2 separate regions of the Danio rerio genome follow, and region 1 is linked to region 2. The links are chromatin contacts, called in public HiChIP or PLAC-seq maps. All regions are on one chromosome and are shown on one strand. Each heading gives the region's core, a stretch centred on a gene start, on an enhancer-like site or on the middle of the called end of the contact. The rest is flanking DNA. Distances are from core to core; before and after follow the strand shown.

Region 1 (6,264 bases), core at 3,667-6,166, 420 kb before region 2:
AAAGATGTAGAGACTCCATCTTCATCTTCTACTTTTTCTTCATCCTCTATTCGCACCACTTTTCCCTCTTACCCAGAATCCACACTCTTTCCAGCCCTCACTCCAATTCCCCCTGTTCCACCGCTTTACAACTGGGGTCCCACACCAGGAGGCCAGCACAGTTTCACGGCTGGACAGAGCGGGGCAGGATTTAGTGCTTTACCTTCAACCCAGTCTGAGGCCGCAAAACCCACAGATGGATCATGGATAGGAGCCACAGAGAGTGGGACCTCTCAGGAACAAGAGGAAGAAAAGGCCATGACTTCAAGCACCTCTAAAGTAGGACAGCAAGAGGGCATCGGAGAGAAAGACAGTGCATTGGCTAGTTCAAGTTCTTGCAGCCAAGGCAGCAGAACTCCAGTGAACTCGTCATCAGAGAGTCAGGGTGGCAGTCAAGCCCCTCCTGCCAGGGGTGGCATTTCCAGCAGAGGACTCTTACCCCTCCCTGGAGCTCCAATGGGAGCCATGTGCCGAGGTGGACACAACAATAGCATGTACAATCCCAGAGGGGGTCCCCCTGATATGATGCGGGGTGGCTTCAGGGGTCGAGGAGTTCCACCGCACCCTATGAGATCTAGACCGGGTAGGGGTCACATCAGAGGAGGCCCATCCTGTAATTGGGGCTACCCGCCTGGGAGGGGAGGGGGTGGACGGTCAGACTACTATTCGGACTACACTTACAACTGAATGCCATTGGGATGCCATGCTCCCTCATAGACTACTGGCATTAGGAATGTACATACTTAACAATAAGAGCACATCAAATATCTGAAATAAAGGAAAAATGAAATCTGGTTTCGTATTAATGAGATAGTGACTCAGACGGTGGCCAGATTTTCACTGTTTTCGGTAATGCTCTTCCTAAATGAGATGTTTGAAAAACCTTGTTCATACCACTATATTTATATTGCCAAGAAATGTAATTGCCTTTCAATGTTTCATTTTTGTCAATACTTTTTGTTTGGATTTTCAAGGAGAAAAAAAAAACGGTTTGTGAACAAGGAGCAAAATGCAGACAATATTTTTTTAAAAGATGAAAAGTGAGTCATTCTTCATTTTAGCTGTTTTTGGTTTTTTTACATTCTTGGTTGTACAGATGTTATATTAAAACAAGGTTGTATCAAACATGATGTCCTGTTCAGTATTAAATCAAAAGCACAAATGTGTGAACTCTTTGTACATGTACATAGATATTTATGACGCTATATAAGAAATGATTAGATTTTCTTTTAAATGTGATTAATGAATGCCAATGTTGTTTCATAATGTGCATTGGCAAGTATTTAACCTAGCGGTTTAAAAGCTGACCAGCAGAGGGCACCATTTCCTAATGAATTCTGCTGGTCTGAAGCTGATGCGGTGTTTGTCAAAAACAATTTTTTTTTTTGTTAAATATATTCTGAAATTTATGCACCTTGATTTAAAAACAGTGATTCAATTTGCCCTTAACATGAATCTGATTAGCTGCAGTTCTGTAGAATATTTCTCAGGGCATTTTACAAATGTTACTAACAGATAAACAGCTCTGTCTCTGAAAACAATGTGTACGAATTTGTTTAAAACACTCTTTCTCTTTCTATATTTCATCCTAAGTGGTGTCAGCTGTAGCTAGGATGAGAGATGTTTTGTTTTGGGTCACATATGGGAGAATTTGAGTGTGTGTCTATTTTACACTTTCTAAAATTGCAATGAAACTACAGTGTTTAAAATTACTGGGTATGAATATCAGTGGTTATATATTTTTGAAGTGCATTTACATCTTTTTGCTCATTAGTTCAATATGTGGGTCACCATTTTGCATCGCCAAAGCTCTTTTTTTACTATCGTGCTTCAGTGCAGGTTAGAAAGAGAGCAAATCGTGTTTGCGGCAGAAGGGGACAAAAAAAAAAGAAAGCTTAAAGGATTAAGAGAAGGCTGAAAAAATAGCCAGTACCTAGTTTGCCCCAAAGAGTAATCTGCTAAAATCTGACCTTAGGTCATCTCATCTCTCATTTGATATAGTTATCTTTCAAAAGAACACTAGTATTACAAACACAACACAGAGGTAAGGCTGGAACTAGACAGTACGGGTTATAACTGCAAAACTGTTTGATAGGAAAGTTGCTTTTACAAATCAAGAATTTCTGTTTTGCTCTTTTGCACAGACTTGATTTGAAGGTGAATTTCATGATAGTTCATTTGGTAAGCCTGATGACTTTGTTAAACAACTGCTGATGTGTATTCAGTTATGTACAGCACAGGTGTCAAACTCCGTTCGAAAAGGGCCAACAAGTGCACAGTTTAGTTCCAACCCTAATTAAGCACACCTGATTAAACTAATTGAGTCCTTCAGGCTTGTTTGAAACCTACAGGTAAGTGTGTTGGAGCAGGGTTGGAACTAAACTGTGCAGGGCTTCGGCCCTCCAGGAATTGAGTTTGACACCCCTGATGTACAGGTTTAAAGAGACAGAATATCACATTGACATTTTTTTTTTTAAAATAAAGCTGGTGCATTTGGCAGAGCTTTGTGAACATCATGCAGCTGACGATCAGCCAGGGGACACGTGTCAACGTATTACGAATGTAAAAGTGGGTTGCCGCAGATAAATCTGATCACATCTGGAAATGGACTGGATGGATTAACTCTGTACCTTTGCCTGGGTGCTCATTCATTTTCATATTTTGCTTTTAGTTTGCATACTGTGCATGGTGTGGGAGGGAAAATTCTGGCATGGGTGTTAATCCTCTCCCATAGCACATCCCTGCAATGAAAGAGCAATTTGCTTAATGCAAAGTGCTGAGATGAATAATATCTCACATAAACAGACATCACTACATTGCCTTCACTTTTCCATCTTCTCTCCTCCTAGAGGTATTCACTAGTTGTGAGCTCATAACGCATTCATTTGTGCTTATTTACATGGTTTTAGAACTTTGCGACCATGTTATTTTGACATGCGGGATTAAATGTATCTAATGTTAATGACGCAATTGAAGGGATTAAACCTCGATCTTAAATGGCTCTAGATTGAAAGCTTTTAGTTGAGAATTTAGATTACAGAAATGACCTGCCTGATTATAGTGTATCTTCAGCACCTAGATGTTTTTGACAGCCTTTTAAAGGAGTTTCTGGAAACTAGCATGAACAGCTTGCGGTCATCATATCTTGTTGTCATGTCGATATTGTCATGGCAATCCAAAAATCTTTTGTACATGACTGAGCTTTCAACCTTTCAGAGACGTTCCTACTTCAATACACATGCTCAGATGATACATTTGCTGTATATTCCCACTCATTCAGCATAAAAAAGTATCACTGCACACTGTGAGACAGAAGACAGCCTTCAAATCTGAGGAACAAAGTAATTTATTAGAGAATTATGACATTAATTCGTGTTGCTTGTCCCAGTGATTCAAACAAGCAGGATTTTAAGGTCACAAGTTAGCTACTCGAAGTCATTTCTTTCTCTAAAAATCGTGAAGTTTTCAGTGTCCCATTCAATTGCTGGCTGTTCAACAACAAATGCAGCTTTTGGATGGCCATTTTTCCCAGCCATGAGTGGCTCAAGGAACACTACGTGCCTGTCGGACTGAGACTTGCTTTTCAGCCGATCGGTTGAGGGAGCAGCAAATATAGAGGCCAGATTGCAGCGGTTTTCCCCAAAGGATGAGATGGCTGGAGATGGAGGAGGAGGTTTGCAGCAACCACAACGGCATGGGGTTAAATACAAATACATCAATATCAGGACAAGGGTCACAACACAGCCTAAAAGAGTGGTGTAGCCGGTGTTGAATGTCTCCTCTGTGGAGTGCTGGGCTACCACAGTTAAGTTCACTTCTCGGGATTCATTGATCATCCTTGTGTTATCGACAGCAGTACACTGGTAAATCCCTGAATCTACAGACTGGGCGGCAAGAATATCCAAGCTACCATCTTGATTGAGACGTAGAGTCCCGTTCTGGATCAGATACGAGATGTTCTCTTGGTGAGGAATAATCCAGCTGTAGGACAGGTCTTCTCCGTTTAGTGTCCCCGTACAGTCCAACCGCACTTGTTCACCCTCGTAAACAACTTTATCAGCCTTCGGGGATATCAGGGATATCATCTTCCCAACTGTGCAATTCTCAAAGAAATGCAAAGAGCGCATGAAATTAATCGAGACTTGAGGCTCACCGTACATCAGACACTTGTAGTTATCCTTGTAGTCTTTCACACTTTGGTAGCCCTTCTGTTCCCAGTGCCAAAACATGCGGTATAGAGAGCAATCACACTCCAGGCTGTTGTTGTGCAGGTACAGGCCTTTTTGCACAGCGACAGGCAACAGCACAATGTCATCCATTGGCAAGCGAAACAGGCGGTTTGAAGAGAGGTCCAGCGTTACCAGACTGGGGTGGCTGTGCTTGCGAATCGAGAAGAACGGGAAGTCTGTGATTTGGTTCAGGCTGAAGTAAACCTTTCTAAGATTGCTTAGACCCATTAGAGTGTTGCTCTCCACACGTGTAAGACGGTTGTTGTACATCAGGAGCACCTCCAAGGCTTGCAGATCCTGGAAGTGATACTTCCCCACTACTTGCAATTTGTTGGAAGAGAGGTCCAGGTATCGTAGACTAGTAATGTTATGGAAAGCTCCTGGGCTAAGCAAGGAGATGCGGTTATGAGACATATGCAAAGTCTGCAGCCTTGGGAGTCCGTAGAAGCTGCCGGCTGCCAGCCATGTTAGTCTATTATGACTAAGGTCCAGGACAGAAGTTGTGAACGGAAGCGGGTTGGGAAATCTATCCAGACCCAAAGAGCCACAGTTCAGTATGTCAGATGTGCACAAGCAGCCCTGAGGACAACTAGCTCCTGAAAACTGAACTGAGAGCAGGATCAAAACCATGCAAGATGTCGAGGTCATTCTTTTGGTTGCACGTAAAAAGGATTACATCAGGAACAATGCTGGCACAGTTGGAGATGAACTCGATACAGGAAGCTCTACGGTTAAATCCTACAAATGTTGTTTTACATCTGTCATATCCTCCAGCATTTCACAGATGGACATCAGCAGATGGCGGAATCTGGGGCAAGGAATGGACTAAGCCAACTAAAAAAAGTCCTCAATTACTGTGTTTACATTTATGTTTAAGGATAGGTATTTTAATTGGTTAACATACTCCGTTAACACAGCATACATAGGAAAGCCTACCAGTCACTCAGAACCTTCCTGAATCTGGTTCCTCGGTTCTGACTTAGCTGTAACAATCCATAGTAAGAAGTTGTTCAAACCAAGTATCCTGACCTGGAAACCTCCAGAAAGTCCAGTAAGTTTTATGTAAATATCCCTAAAAGCAAACTCGCACCTTTCCCGATTCTCCTGAGGCTGAGCGCCCTTGTTGTTTGCAGCGTGTCCTTTCATTGAGTGATGAGCCCAGAGAGTGCAGCACTAATCTCTATCCTTCCCTCTGTTTCCTATTCAGAGCACCGCCTCACGTCTCTCCCTCTCACACTGTGATTATTCCCGATATGACTCTCTCTTTCTATCCTTCTCTCTCTTGGTCTCTCTCCCTCTTCGATTGTTTGGTTCTTTAATCCTCTCTGGATTTTTTTTTTCCATTTCCATTTTTTCTATCCCTTAACAGGATTTCAAATGCTGTGTTTGTAACGTCTAGCATTTCATGAAAATCATCAAAACATTTGGACTTGGATGAGAGAGAATTTGTTTGTGTAGAATGAGGTACCAGTCAGCTTATAGACCTCAGCTTTGACTCCCCCTCATCTCCGCTGCCAGGCAGCGTTTGGCAGCTGTTGTCTTGGTCATGGTGGTCCCGAGGGAGCTGACTGCTGTCACACTGCATCGGTCTTGGTTTGTTTATGCTTCTCCATCGGCCTTGGCAGTGTGTCACCAACACTGTCATCATCTTGTACATCTGGATGATAGTTCATCTATATCATTTGAATGTCTATTTTTATACACCAGTTCAGATTTAATTTGACTACATGAACATTAGTACATTAGTAGACTTTTTCGATTAAGGTTAACCTTTAGATTACCCCACCCTTTGCAAATAAAATATTACAGGCACCTTCAATTTATGTCCAAGCTTGTTTGTAAATCTATTGTTGGATGCAAAATCAGGCCTAAGAAAGCATGCTTTGGAATGGAAAGCACAATCTTGGAGTCAGTACGAGGTAATCAGTCAAAGCATGTGTGACAAATCTAAAAGTGTGAAATGGAATTAGGATGTTTGTTTTTATAGTGCCATTCT
Region 2 (5,728 bases), core at 2,544-5,043:
TCCCACGCGAAGGCAGGGAGAACATGCAAACTCCACACAGAAACGCCAACTGAGCCGAGGTTGAACCAGCGACCCAGTGACCTTCTTGCAGTGAGGCGACAGCACTACCTACTGCGCCACTGCCTCGCCTCTAACCTATCATCATAAATTAAAATGTTATTGAGGTTAATTAATTCATCTATGCAAGGTGATGGAACCTTTTAATGCATGTTGAATGCTTGTTTTATTTACTGTATGATTGATTAGCAATAGTGTAATCACACTCTTTTGTGTTCTTAAGCATTAATGAAAAGATTCTTGTATAAACTCATTAACGCTGTAAAAATGTTTTTAATAGAATTATAATGCTATTTATTTATTTATTTGTTATATATAATTATATTTCATTTCTATTGTTGCATCACTCCTATTTGGTGCCATTTCGAATTTTAAGGTTCTCTGACATTTTTGTCAAAATTTATTAATTAACATATTTTTATTAAAACAACTTGTTTATATTATGGGATGTTTTTTTTTTACATTTTAAGATTTTTTATAAAAAAAAAAAAAAAAAAAAATGTTACGCACATTCAGAACGCAGATAGAACCTTATGATTCCAAGGTGACGATTTTTGTCCCCAAGGCATGATATGGTACAGAATATTTAAAAATGCAATAAAAAATCATTAAAGCCTGTCTGATAGGATTATCCAATTTCCAGAATAAGACATAATGATATGTGCACAAAAATAAATTACATTTAAAGTAATTACTCTAATTCCATGCAAGTAGCTGAATTGCCATGTCCCAGGTCATGTATGCTCATGTTCAGTTACAAATATAACTTAGAAAAATCTAATTAATACTACACTTTTCATTGATTTTATGTTGTCATTTATATATATTTTTAATGGAGAGCAGATTTTTTTCAACACATTTCTAGACATAATAGTTTTAATGACTCATCTCTAATAACTGATTTATTTTATTTTTGCCATAATGACAGAAAATATTATTTTATTAGATATTTTTCAAGACACTTCTATACAGCTTAAAGTGACATTTAAAGGCTTAACTAGGTTAATCAGGTTAACTAGGCAGGTTAGAGTAATTAGGAAAGTTATTGTATAATGATGGTTTGTTCTGTAGACTATCTAAAAAATATAGCTTAAAAGGGCTAATAATTTTGACCTTAAAATGTTTTTTTTAATTAATTACTGCTTTTATTCTAGGCAAAATAAAACAATTAAGAATTTCTCCAGAAGAAAAATATTATTAGACATACTGTGAAAAATTCCTTGCTCTGTTAAACATCATTTGGGAAATATTGAAAAAAGAAAAAAAAATCAAAGGGGGGCTAATAATTCTGGCTTCAACTGTGTGTATATATATATATATATATATATATATATATATATATATATATATATATATATATATATATATATATATATATATATATATATACACATCTCACCTAATACTATATTTGTTAAAATGATTCCAATATATTAATAAAATGTTTATATAAAATATAAATGTGTGTCTCTGAAATGAATGTCCCCTCGTTACTTGAATTATAATCCCCATAAAAATGCCCAGTGATTGCTCCTCTAGTCACATCGTTCTCAAGAATTCTCACAATTATGGAGAGAAATTGTCTACAAGAAGCAGTTAGTCTCTTTTATCTTCTTTTATTTTCAACATTTCAAAGACGTTTTCTGTTGTGGTAAAGCATATTACGTCCACCTTGTTACCCATTTTATAGAGGAAACTATTTAATTTTTTACTTTTTTTGTAATTTTGAGAAATACAGTTAATAAACATGTTTCAAATCTTCTTCAGATCATCATGTGCTAACTCGTTATTCACCATATAAGTAAATGGCTGAGTTTTGCAAGAAATGTCACTCTTGTTACTGTCCACCCTGTTATTGTTTTGCTTAAATATTGCACTGCATCCATTTAGAAATACCATTTAATAAATAATATTGCATGGAACAGGGGGACATTTGGCCTGTGTTAAAATTCTGTAAAAATTGCTAAACCGTAATATCCTGAGCTGGACCAGTATATTTAATAAGTACTCCTTCAACTGAAATAATAAAATCCTGGAAAATGTAACATTTTGTCACGGACAGTTACTACCCTGAAATGGCTCTGAATTGTAGGAATGACACTTATATTTTTCCTACTCTATGCAGAATTGTAGCTAATGCTATATTATTTATTTATTTATTTATTTATTTATTTATTTATTTATTTATTTTATTAAAGCATATACAGACAAGCATACAAGATTATACAATGACATACAGTTGAAGTCAGATTTATTAGCCCCCCTTTGATTTTTTTTTCTTTTTTAAATGTTTGCTAAATGATGTTTACCAAAAATGTTCACAGCATGTCTGGTATTATTTTTTCTTCTGGAGAAAGTCTTAATAGTTTTATTTCGGCTAGAATAAAAGCAGTCTTTTAATTTTTTAAAAGCCATTTTAAGGTCATAATAATTAGCCCCTTTAAGTTATATTTTTTTCTGATAGTCTACAGAACAAACCATCATTATACAATACCTTGCCTATTTACCCTAACCTGCCTAGTTAACCTAATTAACCTAGTTAATGCCACTTTAAGCTGTATAGAAGTGTCTTGAAAAATATCTAGTAAAATACTAGATATTTATTTACTGTCATCATGGCAAAGATAAAAGAAATCAGTTGTTAGAAATGAGTTATTAAACTATTATGTTTAGAAATGTGTTGAAGAAATCTCTTTTAATATATTGTATGCCCATATTCACAAAATATTAATGTGAAAATGTATAAATGTATAAATGAGTTTACAGTCTTAAAATTGAAAATAAGAAAGAAATTAATATAAAAAAATTAATAAATGGATAAAAATAAAGTACAATCACACCATTTTAGAGCAGTCTTATAGTGGAGATTAAACAAAAATTTGTAAATCAATAACAAGGAATCTTCCCAACGGGGAGACCAAATTGACCAAAATCTGTCCAATTTTTTTGTTTGTCATATGTAAGTTTTTTCTAATGTTAGCCATGTAGCAATTCATGATATCCACATTTTGAAAGATGGAGCTTTTGATGCAGATTTTTTATTTTTTTTTAGTTAAACATACCAGGACAGTAAATAACTGTAATGCATCTTTTTCAAACAGACTGTTTGCATTAAGGTACAATAAATACAAAGCTGTAGTCGTATCAAAATTTTGCTTAAGTATACTTTTCAAATAGATTGTGTATTTTCTTCCAAAATGGCAAAATTTTGTCACAGTCCCAAAAACAATGAATGAATGTACCTTTATCTTTTTACATTTCAAACGCAAGGCTGTGGCATTGGCAAACATTTTCTTAATACGTATTGGTGTAGATATATCATATATATTCATATTTTAAAATTATTTATGCAATATGTTATTTGTTTTTATTGTAAAGGAAATGTATCTGTTTGGAAAAATAAATACAAAAAAGAATACATTTATTAACTTACAGTATGCATACAAATTCATATTTAAAAATGATTGACATATATATTATTGACATTGATTTTATTTAATAAAAAAAATATATATATATTGATAGTTGCAATTATTATTGCTTTATATAACACTATCATATATTTCAATATAATGAAGTTATAATTAATTTCATTTAAGAGAGGTAACGTCAAATAAATTACATTCTTACGCCAAAAAGTGTACATGCTTTTAAACTGCATGCTTTTTTCTGACCCATACAGCACATGCTATCTGTGCGCGAATACAAACTGACCCTCCATTCATCTCCACCTCCACCAAGTCGTGTTCTGGATGTACACATCAGTGTAAGCGCCCGCGAATCACGTGACGTGACGTGCGGCCAACATGGCGACGCAGTGCTGAGAGAGCAGCGTCCAACTGGCCCCGACGGAACCAGCGACAACATCGGCCCCTTCTGGCACCTTCACGCCCCTGCCAAACCGCAGGGAACGGGCCAGCGATGACGGCCTGACGGACCACTAAAATCACGTCGAGCGAGAGATGAAAGAACAGGAAGCGCTGGCAACACATCGACGGCATACGCAGACAGAAAGCCTGAGCACCAAGAGCATGTTTCTGTCTCGGGCGCTGGAGAAAATCCTCGCGGATAAAGAGGTGAAGCGGAGCCAGCACAACCAGCTGCGCAAGGCTTGTCAAGTGGCGCTAGGTAAGCCTTTTCTTCATTTATCTCCTCTTAGGCATCGAAACACACACCTTTGAGATGCTCCATGAAATGCTAAATTAACAGTAAAGTCGGGTTAGCCAGCTAACGTCACCCAGCACACGTCACTGCCAGGAATCTGTTGTGTGTAATTTTACCTCCGCTTGTCATTGCCATGCTGTACATCGGCTGTATAATGCTTTATTAGGGATGAATGAGATGTTGACTAAAGAGAAAGCGGCATGTCTGGGTTTTGTTTTGGTTACGCGGAGCTGTTAGCATGTTCTGTTAGCAGGAATCAGCTGCTGTATTGTTAATCATGTGTGGTGTAGACTTGACAGGTTGGCGATTCACTGCTTAATTATTGATTTGGGATCGCTTGCTGAATTTTGAGTGGCATTTTAAAGGATTAGTTCTTCATAAATTTAAAAAAAGAGCTATTTTCATTCAGGTGTGACAGACCTTTTTTTCCATGCACAATGTTGGGTACTACCAGCATTCATTGGTCATATGACAGTATCAAATTTCTTGTCAAAAGTGTGATCATTTCACAAGCTTATAACACAGTATATGGTGTTATCTTGAGATCGCCATAAGCTGTAAACATGATTACTTCAACAGTTATTATAATTACAAAACAATTGTATGTTTTGTTTTATTGTATTGAGGAAAAGTTGGTTTTATATTCACACATTAGATCATTCTCATTAATAATATAATTTCAAAAAAGTATTCTTTACAAAGTCCTAATTGTGAAATCATTTTAGCAGCCAGTGAATAAGATAGTTGTAAAGCTGGTTTTATATTCGGATATTCAGACGTTCTCCTTAAAAAGAAGATAGTTTCAGAAAAGTATTCTTTCCAAAAATCTAAATAGGGAAATCATATAGGCAGCCAATGACTATCAAACATTGTTCACAGTCAATTAGCACTATGCTAATGTTGTTTTGAAGTCATACTTGCATGCTAATTCTGATTGAATATTCAAAGTAATATGGTAAACAATATAGAGACTTCTAAATGAACGAATGTGCGAATATAAAACTAACTTTACCTCTATCAGAATAAGAAAGTACAGCCTTGTTCACAGTAGGGATGCTCCAATGGATCGGCCGTTAATCACATTTAATGACTCGATCGGTGCTCTCCTATCTGGCCGATCTTATGAACCGATCGCAGGGGTTTGAATAGTTAATAATATAACTTCTAGTAATATACTTATCGCAATAAACAGTAGTTTAGTAAAGAAGCAGTGGATTTTTAGGTGTGCATTTTAACTTCTTCAAATATACACTCCAAACTTTTTCTTGATTGAGACATGTTGAATTATTTTATTATCATCATCTGCATTGTTTCCAAATTCCATTGTTTTTAATTTTTCTTGTCAGTTTTTAAATATGTATTAGATTATTTTATATAATTATATGCATTGTAATTATAAGATTGAAAAATTAGAATGGGTACTCTGTATCGGCTGATCACCTAGGCAAAGAATCGGTACATGGTATCGGCTGCAAAAATCCTGATCTGAGGATCCTTATGTCACAGT

What was found. HiChIP or PLAC-seq counts read pairs in DNA pulled down with a chosen protein or histone mark.
Region 1: an H3K4me3 HiChIP or PLAC-seq map of embryo shows a contact between it and region 2, with 9 times the contacts expected there. The contact joins the promoter of LOC110438334 here to the promoter of arfgef2 in region 2. A contact is called at or near these places in 1 of 18 Hi-C or Micro-C datasets (an unstated tissue) and 1 of 4 datasets of contacts at active chromatin or transcription factors (embryo).

Annotation. Positions count from the first base shown.
Region 1 is chr23:22,372,863-22,379,126 of GRCz12tu, reverse strand. LOC110438334 (amphoterin-induced protein 1) reads right to left here and starts at 4,916. Exons shown (of 1, transcript XM_005162115.6): 1 at 3,362-4,916. The coding sequence starts at 4,916. The coding sequence ends at 3,465. It overlaps tasorb (transcription activation suppressor b), which reads left to right. Exons shown (of 23, transcript XM_073938801.1): 23 at 1-1,164. The coding sequence ends at 726.
Region 2 is chr23:21,953,196-21,958,923 of GRCz12tu, reverse strand. It overlaps arfgef2 (ADP-ribosylation factor guanine nucleotide-exchange factor 2 (brefeldin A-inhibited)), which reads left to right and starts at 3,793. Exons shown (of 39, transcript XM_002666467.7): 1 at 3,793-4,185. The coding sequence starts at 4,020.